Linked DNA regions of Mus musculus: region 1 is linked to region 2. A link is a contact called in public HiChIP or PLAC-seq data. All regions are on one chromosome and are shown on one strand. The core of a region is the stretch at or near the end of the contact, and the rest is flanking DNA. Distances in the headings are between cores, read along the strand shown.

Evidence for each region. HiChIP or PLAC-seq counts read pairs in DNA pulled down with a chosen protein or histone mark.
Region 1: a contact with region 2 is called in an H3K4me3 HiChIP or PLAC-seq map of embryonic stem cells, with 16 read pairs. The contact joins two enhancer-like sites. A contact is called at or near these places in 3 of 15 datasets of contacts at CTCF or cohesin (embryonic stem cells, large pre-B cells and pro-B cells), 10 of 484 Hi-C or Micro-C datasets (the C10 cell line, the G1E-ER4 cell line, the HL-1 cell line and 5 more), 5 of 115 datasets of contacts at active chromatin or transcription factors (bone marrow-derived macrophages, embryonic stem cells and memory CD8 T cells) and 1 of 9 other capture datasets (embryonic stem cells).

The regions. Positions count from the first base shown.
Region 1 is chr2:71,164,943-71,169,814 of GRCm38.p6, forward strand. No RefSeq gene overlaps it. Among named protein-coding and RNA genes, the nearest start is that of Gm39576, 12 kb to the left of the region's middle. Within about 2 kb of position 2,444, at least 14 of the 459 cell types and tissues checked have an H3K27ac peak or open chromatin away from gene starts, as enhancers often do. A contact at or near this core is called in embryonic stem cells, where this site is marked.
Region 2 is chr2:70,707,926-70,713,331 of GRCm38.p6, forward strand. Gm38528 (a long non-coding RNA gene) reads left to right here. Exons shown (of 4, transcript XR_866403.3): 2 at 1,818-1,877; 3 at 3,115-3,198; 4 at 3,887-4,715. Tlk1 (tousled-like kinase 1) reads right to left here. Exons shown (of 20, transcript NM_172664.3): 20 at 4,482-5,406. Among named protein-coding and RNA genes, the nearest start is that of Gm38528, 6.3 kb to the left of the region's middle. Within about 2 kb of position 1,291, at least 19 of the 459 cell types and tissues checked have an H3K27ac peak or open chromatin away from gene starts, as enhancers often do. A contact at or near this core is called in embryonic stem cells, where this site is marked.

The sequences.
Region 1 (4,872 bases), core at 1,194-3,693, 460 kb after region 2:
GCTAGACGTTGCAGCACACCCATGTACTGGTAGCAATGGGGAGGGAAAGGTTAGGGACCCTGGGGCTCACTGGCCAGCACTTTTATCCAAATTGGTGAGCCCCAGGTCCAGTGAGAGACTGTCTCAGAAAGCAAGTTGGAAAGCAATTGAGGAAGACATTCGAAGGCAGCCTCCTGCCTCCACATTCACACACACAAGAGGAATGCTGAGAAAATACAGCTATTCAGACTGTAACTCTGATATAAAGTTCTCTGAGAAACCTAAAGTGACTCTAAGATGGAAAAGGGCCAGGAACCACTCGCAAGGGCATCCATGCTCTGAACCAACAGAAGAAGGGGGTTTAGATGGAGGGCACTAGAACAGCATATGGCGCCGGGGCTGTGCTCCACACAGCAGCCCTCTTATCCCATTTGAGCCCCATAATGATCTTATGAAGCAGATGCGGCTTTAATCTTGTCTGGCAGCTGAAGAAGCTGTGGTCAAACTTTCTCTATGGCCAAGTCTGCGGACTGTCTTCACACCATGACACACACAAAAAACCTACTGTACAGGAAAACGAATAGACTTCGTAAGAGAGGACGTTTGCCGCTACTGATATACAATATATGAACTATAACTTCAGACCTATGCTATAGCAAAAACACAATCACAAGACATGCGTTACAATGGAAACAGAGGTTAAGGCGTATCTGAAATGTTTCTTTAAAACGTACATAAGATTTTTATGGTGAAATCATGAAAATTAAGTAAGATGCATCAAAGACACAGTGGAGTGAAGAGTTGAGGATCTTTATGACCAGAGGTGACCTGGCTGAGGGCTCCTGTGGTCCTTTGTCCATGGTTCATCTGACAGCTAAGGGTTTGAAACCTTTAATGTCTATTTAGAACTCAGGAGTTGCTGTCCACATCAAATCAGCCACAAAACTCTGCTCCCATCACTAGGGAAGTTTGATTCGGGCTTCTAATTCTTTCCACAAAGAAAACACGAAGCCCAGCTAGTGATTAATGCAAGCATCTGACAGATGTGTATGGTCAGCTCCCATATCTTTCAGATACTAAGCACAAGATTTGGCTTCATACCCCAGCCATGGCTCACGTCTGCTGCTGGTGCAATCTGGAGCTACCTCCAGATAAGATAGGATGGAGATGCTTCCAAGAAAATAGAATTGGTTTAAAAATCTTAAGCCAACATGGGGAGCTGAGGCAGGGGAACCTTTTGAACCCAGGAATTCAAGATGGAGTTTATAGAGAACCCCATTCTCTCTCCCTCCCCACCTGTATGTGTGTATCACAGTCTTAAATATTACCCACCCAGTAGTAATATATTACATGTATTGTATATAATATATTATATTAACTTATTAGATCATATGTTAATATATTATACAATATATAAAAGCTTACTTCATTAGAACCAAGCTAGGCTTGTTTCCACAATAAAGGTAGCCCAGGATGGGCATGATATGCATGCCTTTAATCCCAGCACGTAGGAGGCAGAAGCATGATGAGGTCTGTGAGTTTTAGGCTAGCCTGGTCTACATATCAAGACCCTGTCTAAAATAAAAATTAATTTGACATTACAAAGCCCATTTGGCATTCACCATTATTCAGTATATTACTGATGAAAACATTTTACTTCAACAGATTTTTAAAAAGCAACTAAGTTTAATAGTCTTTCGAATTCCCTTTTTAATAAGACAGTCTTTCAGTCTGTAGCCAAGGCTATCCTAGAACTTTCAGTAATACTCTGACCTCAGCTCCCAAGTGCTGGGATTATAGTCTTGAGCTATCAGTTCCAACCCAATAACTTTTTTTTTGTTTTGTTTTTTTTTTGTTTTGTTTTGTTTTTTGTTTTTTTAGGAGACAGAGTTTCTCTGTGTAGCCCTGGCTGTCCTGGAACTCACTCTGTAGACCAGGCTGGCCTCGAACTCAGAAAATCTGCCTGCCTCTGCCTCCCAAGTGCTGGGATTAAAGGCATGTGCCACCACTGCCCGGCTAATCTTTTTTTAATGTTAGAAATTCTTAGTAAATTGAGGCTAAAAGACCTGATAAAGAGAAGCCATAAAAATCTAGTGGCAAATGTTATAATCATGAAACCTTAAGATCTTTGTAAGGTTTTGTGAACTTTCTCACCGCTTCTATTTAGATGGCCCAGCCCCTAAGCCAGGAAAAATAATAAACGGCTGCAGGGAGGGTGCGGAGTTTAACCTTGGCCGTCAAGCTGGCATATGTAGGAAGAGGGAGGAAGAGGGAGTCTCTACTAGAGTTGCCTCCAGCAGATTGGCCTATGGGCAGGTCTGTAGGGTATTTTAAAATTGCTAATTGATGGGAAGAGACCCAGATGGCGCCACCCCTAGGCAGGTGGTCCTGAGATGTATAAGGTAGTGGAGCAAGCCAGAGCAAGCCAGGGAAAGACAGCTGATAAGTACTCTTTCATGGCCTCTGTGTTACTTCCTGCCTCCAGGTTCCCGCCCCAAGTTCCTGCCTTGGCTTCTTGTAATGGACTGGGATGAGCCGTAACAAAGAAACCAATCTAGGAAGAACAACAGAGTTCTATGTGTGGGTGGCTAGCTCGGAAATTCCAAAGAACCTTTTGAGGTCATTGGCTTCACCTGTGTTTGTCAGGTTACCTGTAAATAAGATCTCTGGGGCTGGTGAGATGGCTCAGTTGGTAAGAGTACCCTACTGCTCTTCCGAAGGTCCAGAGTTCAAATCCCAGCTACCACATGGTGGCTCACAACCATCCGTAACGAGATCTGACACCCTCTTCTGGAGTGTCAGAAGACAGCTACAGTGTACTTTACATATATTAAAAAAAAAAAAAGAATAGCAGCCATTATTAAAAAAATAATAATAATAAGGTCTCTGTGCAAAACCAGGGCCTGCAAGATAGCTTGGCAAGTGAAGGCACCTGCCACCTAAGTTCAAACTGACTCCCACAAGCTGTTAGCTGACCTTCACATGTGTGGATGTATATATGCCCCCCCCCCCCCGCCCCATGCCTGACAGGCAGACATAATAAATAAGTGTAAAATTATAAGAACTCCAAAGCTATATCTGAGTAATAAACATGTTAAAAACACTACTACAAGATACAACCAAACAACAATAAAACCAAACAAGCAAATTCCCTTTGTGTTTGGGGAAGAATTCTCCCAGAAATTCTTCTTTTTCCTCTCTAATTCAAATCATCACGAATTCATGCTTCTTGCCAATCTCAACAAACAAGAAATAAACCCAAGTAATATAGAACTATCATTAATAAGCACATTTTTTCTCATAATGAATTCATTGTTATCCATAGGATTCCAGCCTCCCCTCCCCCGCCACACATACACATACACACACACACACACACACACACACACACACACACAGAGACACAAGGATCCGAAGATGCTCCAGTCCCTTGTAAATGATGTACACATCCTCCTGTATCTTTTAAGGCATCTCTTGATTACTTATGATACCCAATAAAACATGCATGGCACCTTCGTAGTTATATGGTATTGTTTAGAGAATTATACATGAAAAAAAGTCTACACACTTAGTACAGACGAGTTCTTAAAAAAAAAAAAACATTTTCAGCCTATGATTGATTGATTCGTGGATGTGGAACCTTCAGACAGTGAGAGCTGACTAGTCTTCAACAATCCCAGACCTTGGCTTTAGGCCAACTGGTTTCTTGCTTTTGTTATTTGCAACAGAATCCAGGATTCAGAGGGAATAAAAGAGCTGAGCAGAAATATAATTCTCGATAATATTGTCTCTGTGCCTTATGCACTTATCCTTTTTGTCTCTCCCCAGGGAAAAGGCAGCTATTCTTCTTTATGCTAAATCCAGCTGTCCTCCCCACGGTGGTCATGTAAATCCTGGCACTGAACGTGGGGCGGAATAAAGCCACGGCTGTGGGAAGCTTTCACTGAAGAGCAACAGGCGGCCCCGAGCCCCAGACTGCTCCAGCCGTTTTCTCCTAAAAATGTAAGGTTCTATTCATCAAAAACTTTTATATATTCTTGTGATTTTTCTTTTTAAAAAAAAAAAGAAAGAAAGAAAAGGAAGAGGAAGAAAGATCAACATGATATGCAGGCAAAGAATAAGGCCCCGTGGTTCACAGAGAGAACATGGCGTTTTTTCACTCTCAGGAGTAAGTAAATAATCTCGGAGAGGCTTGGCGTTGACTGTGTTCAGCACACAAAAATGGCCAAAGAGGGATCTGCCCTCCAATTAGACATCTAAGTGATTCGGTTTGAAGGAAACCGGCTCCTCCACAGACCCACTTAACAAAATGAATTACCCAAGGGCCGAGCGTAAGGCCCTGAAACTTGGTTTTAATGTGATTTCAAAATATCAGCCTTCTTGTCATCTCTTCTCAAGCAAAAGAGACTCATCACTTAGACATGGTGTCAAGTTCAAGACATTCAAGCCCGCTGGTTTTATTTTTCCCTCGTGTTTCTTCAGACTTTGAAAAACAAGTACAGGCCACACACCTCTAATCCCAGCACTGGAGAGACAGAGGCAGGGGAATCAGAAGTTTAAGGTCAGCGACATGCATAATGAGCTGGGTCTCAAAGCAATAAGTAAATAAAATAAATGACTAAAATAAAAATTGTCATTCAAAGCCCAAATTATCGTGTGCTTTGTTTGAGCTGAGGCCTCGGGTATCCAAGCTCAAACTCAAAATGTAGCCTAGAATGACTTTGCACTCAATAACCCCCGTCTCTATCTTCCAAATGCTAGCCTCTCAGGCTTGCAACGCCGTGTCTCATCTCCACCTTCCAAATGCTAGGTTCACAGGCTTGCAACACCACGTCTCGCTTATTGTAAAGTTCACAGTTGTTCTACACTTTCTTCTTCTTCTCCTCTTCCTCC
Region 2 (5,406 bases), core at 41-2,540:
AAGACCTTCTTTTAGAATTAAAAAGGAAAGAAACCCAACAAAATAAAATTACACTTTAACATAGCTCTTTCTCCTAAAAGACAAAACCCCACCAAAAAACAAAAACCATGTGCATTGCTGGAGGGAAGCAAAGATAAGTAAGGTAAACACGCTATTGATTAATGCACACATAAGATAATCCTGCCCATGCTTTTTAGATTCCGTAACTAATATGGCCACTCCTGGGGAACTCCGAATCTTGATGAATGTGTTCTGATAATGCTGAGGGGGCAGGGTCTCTTCAAAGAGGTTTCTTTTAGACTTGAAACTATGTTTCGGAGCTGAAACTGTGTCTGCTAGATAACCTATTCTTCTGAAAAAGCTTTACAAACTGAAGGAAAACCCATTCCTACTGGAGAGTTAAAATTGTCATGGGAAAAAAAATGTTAACAAGCCAGCCACCAGTGTTAGTGTCCACCGTGGCTGCAGATCCACAGAGCACAAAGTGGGGAGCAGCATTTACCTGGGAGACAGAATCCAACCTACCCAACTGTGCCCCACCCCCATGTGCTAAGGCAGTTGAGGGACTCTTGAGAGCCACAGGCAGGCCTCATACTGACTGTCATGCCCAGATATGGGTTCAAAAGCACATCAAAACCAGGGGCTGGCTGCTGCCCAGTCGTCCATCTCTTCTTAGGGCCGCCCAATGGCTGGCTGGGGGGGCCTGGAGGGGGGTGTCTCTAACCCTCACTCAGGTGTGGGTTCCTGTGCTAGGTTCCTGCTAGGCAGGGGCAGTTAGTAAAGTTTACAGATGTGGAAGCCTCCCATAGAAGTTAGTGACTATGCTCACACTAATAAACTAATATGGAAGACAAAGCCACAGCTGACTTCCAAGCCAGAGACGCCAGCCTCCTCCACCCCGTCCCCACATTATCCTTTTCCTGAATCTTTAAAAAGAACGTATGAATTTGGTCATTAGTAGACAAGATAATTAAAAAATTGAAACACCTAAAACCACAGCTAAACACCACATTCATTTTTCAGCAACTTTAGTGTCTAAGTTTGATGACTACCCTGTCTTACAGAAGACCTTGGTATCGCCTGCTAAGTGGATGAATTAACACATATACAGCAGGCAATTAACTCAGATGAGATGGTGGGGTCATGGTTTGGCCTAAGGCTTTCCCAACAGTCAAGGAGCCTTGAAGCTTACATGAAAATCTGAAATGGATTCTGTGTGGAAGGCAGGCTGTGCTGAGTGCTCCCATGGTGGCATGCGTGAGGGGGCGGGAAGTGTGCGTGAGGGGGCGGGAAGCACGCCTGAGGGGGCAGGGGTGCGCATGCTTTTCAGTCCTTAGACGTGGAGAGACGCACTGAAGCTTTTCCAAACTTCCAGAACTTTTTTTGAGTGAGCTACTGAGTCAGTTCCAAGGCTCTCCTTAGGAAGAGAACAGTGGGCAGGGAGAAGCCCAGAGCTACTTTCTGGCTCCTCCATGGGGAGGCATCAACACCCCGGAAGCCTCTCTGGGGAGGGCACACAGGTCCTACTGGTGGGTGGCCCGCCTGCAGAAGGCATGGGAACACAGCAAGGACAGCACTGGTTTGCACTCACCTTCATCTTACCTGAAATGAGCTTAGTCACAAGGGTGCGCTCCAGTGACTCAGCACCAACAGTGAGTGCTGACAGCGTTCCAACACTTTTCTTTAGGTTTGCTCTTTTATGATGATATAAAAAGTCACACTTGCTCTTTGATTTTTGTCACCACTGAAAAGTGACATTTCAGGCTTCCAAAGATAGATAGATAGATTGGTCTGTCTGTCTGTCTACCTTTTTATAGGCCCAGCCAGGCTATAATGCTCTCTCTCTCCTCCACACATCCCTGATTCCGAGGTTGCAGGTATGTGTTATGATGCCCAGCTCCTTCTCTCTCTCTCTCTCTCTCTCTCTCTCTCTCTCTCTCTCTCTCTCTCTCCCTCCCTCCCTCCCTCCCTCCCTCCCTCCCTCCCTCCCTCCCTCCCTCCCTCCCTCCCTCTCTCTCTCTCTCTCTCTCTCTCTCTCTCTCTCTCTCTCTCTCTCCTCTCTCTCTCTCTCTGTGTGTGTGTAGCCCTGGCTGTCCTGGAATTCATTTTGTAGACCAGGCTGGCCTTGAACTCAGAAATCTGCCTCCCGAGTGCTGGGATTAAAGGTGTGCGCCACCACCGCCTGGCCCGTCTCTCCTCTTCTGATGCATCAGTGAGCATGTGGCTGTTACGTCAGCTTCCTCTATTGAAGAGCAGTCCGTCCATCCACCCATCTTACTTCAAACGACTGAGACACAGAAAGATAACGGAAAAGCACAGCAGAGCTCTGCGCATAGCCATCACTGGCCACAGCAGGGTCCTTCTAGCCCAGCTCTGGGTATCCCCTCCAGAATCCTTTCCTAGGGACAGAGAACCTAGACAACAGCTGTTACCATCCTGCTTCCAAAACTGTGGTGAGGTTTCTGTGCCTGGAGGCGTGGGCCTGCGCAGGTGATTCACATCCAAGCTCAAGGCCCAAGAGGGCTCAGGCCAGGGCCACACACCCTGCTCGTCACTGGAGACTTTGGTTTTATAAAAATAAATCTTGAATTCGGTTTATACACTCAAATCTTACTTATTGAAAATTTTTTACAGGGTGTCTTAGTGTGGGAAAGCTCTAAATGAGTCTTCTGCGACCAGATTGCCTCTGGGCTGGGCACATATGTGCGACTCCGCTCCTAGGCAGAGGTTTTCTCTCTGGCCTTGTCTGGGGTATTCTAAGCCCCACACTTGCCTCTACCGAGGAATGTCATTTAGCCTTGGTTAGTTTGCAGGATCGATTTCCTTTCTCCTGATAAACCTAGTCATTCAACCTGCATCCAAGACTACCAAGAGGATTCCCCATGCTAATGAGGCATTCTAGGTCCCTTAAAGTCCTCAGCCAATAATGGCCTTTGCTCATCTTGGATGTCCCTACCCTCAGTCCCCCAAACTTTATAAACCTTCAGTCACTCTGAGTAAAGTTGGTCTGCCTACTGACAAGCAGTCCCTGTGGGCATGCACTGTACACACTCAGGGGGCTTCCGAACCCCAACCCCCTCGACAGCTCTGCTATCTTTGCTCTTGTGTTCTTAGGGTTATACTGCTGTGAAGAGAACCATGAACAAGGTGACTCATAAAGAAAAACATCTGGCTGAGGCTGGCTTACAGTTTCAGAAGGTTAGTCCGTTATCATGGCAGCATGCAGGTAGACATGGTACTGGAGAAACAGATGAGAGTGTTCCACATCTTGATCCGAAGGCACCCAAATGGAGACTGTTCCACACTGGGAGGAGATTAGGCATATATATGACCTCTAAGCCCACCTCCAGAGTGACACACTTCCTTCAACAAGGCCACATCTACTCTAACAAGGTCATACCTCTTAGTAGTGCCATTTCCTATGGGCCAACCACTTAAACACACTAATCTATGGGGACCAAACCTATTCAAACCACTACACTGAGTGAAGTAGCCCACACATAATTCCAGCATTCTGGAGGCTGAGGCAGGAGGATTGCTATCAACTTTGAGGCCAGCTTGGACTACATAACCAGACTCTAGATAAAGTAATTAATGGGGGTGGGGGGAGGAGGTAAGATAAGTGGAGATGCATTTTGGGTGGGAAAGCCAATTCAGATACAAATGGACAAGCTATACACACTCAAAAACCACTACAGAATGAGCCAAAATCCAAAAATTCAATTTAGAAACTAGCTGTCAAAGCAGTTTTGGAATTAGGCTAAATATTTTAAAACACTGAAATTCAGTGTATTCAGAAGAAAAATTATTTTAAAAACATGGAAATTTACAGTGATACTAGAAAAGGACCTGATGTGTTCACATTTAAACTCAAGTTCTTTTGTAGGAAAAGATGGTGGCCATCCGGAAAACCAACCACATCTCCCACCCTCAACGTGATGTCGTCCTGGCAGCCTCTGCTCCTTTCAACATCCATGTGTTTATTAAAGTGCACACACTTACTGTTTTTTGGTGGGCAGTATGCTGAGGACTTAGCCCATGAGCTAAGTTCAAAACTCTCCCAGTAAACTACTCCCAATAAACTCCAACCCAGGGATGAGAACTGTGCACTTTATCTGCAGTGATGACTCCAGAAGACAAGAAAACAGCTAGCACCTCAAGACAAATGGGTAGAAACTGCCAGAGTAACATGGACATTATTTAGCAGCTAGCACCAGTTCCTCACAAAGGTTATACTGGTTCACTGAGCCCAAGTATTAGTAGGCTATTTAAATCTACATTTGGAAAAACTTAGAAGACATGGGTACGTTATCTCCGATACTCTTATTAATATTTTTTCTAAACTTTGTTTTTAACTTTAACAACCTGAAACACTTCCTGCTTGTCCTGAGTATGCATAAGGAATTTACCTGCCTTTTAAGTAAAGCAGCTATGTTATTACCCTCAATCTTAAGGGTTCTTTGAGTGTAATTTTCACAGTCTTTACATTTTTACTGTCATTGTTTATTACTGTTTGGCTACATTCTCTATAATTCCAGCAGCATCTTAAACAGACAGTGTGTCTATGTACAATGAAAACAAACAAACGAAATGGCTTGCAACACCAGGTAAGAGCCACAGTGTAACTGTACATGTTAGGGGCGGCTGGCAGGGATAGCCTGTTGTCTGCACCATGGACAACTTACATGTAAGTCTCGGCATTATGAATTTGACAATAAAGAAAAAAAAATCCTTTCAAGAATGAAATACAGCATCCCCAAAAAAATATTGGTTTCTACCACACAAGGTAGTTAGAAAATGTTCACATTTTAACAAATCTGTACAAACCACGAGAAACATTCTATGGGACTATCATCCCACCTTGATGCTAAGAACTTTCTAGAAATGTAGAATAACCATGAACAATTTATAAATCTAGTTTCTATGTGTTCCACAGCTCCAGAACCTAAAAAACTGATTTGAAGAACTCAATATGCCCAGCATGGATCACTGCACATGCCTTGATTGTTAACGAGTGCCTGCTTTTAATATCTCTCTATGATGTACAGTCAACTTGTGCCTTCAAGGTCATTCAATTTTTTATAGCAAAAAAGCAATATCATTTAGCAGCAATTAAAGCGCCTTCAAGAAGACTTAAAAAAAATACAATATCCAATTAGAAAAGCCGTATTTTTAAACATTTGTACAAGAATAAGCTGCTGAAACTCAGTAATTGTAATCCGACATCTGTACAGTAGTTTACAATAGAGCCAGAAGGGAATTCATCATTATCCTGCATACAACTGGCCTGCTTTTGGTTACACACTGTCTTCTGTTTTAATGAACCAGGCCTGAAAACAAAAGAAAAACGCCTGTTAATCTAACCCACTGAAAGCCCTGGAAATACTATCATTTAGTAACTTCAAC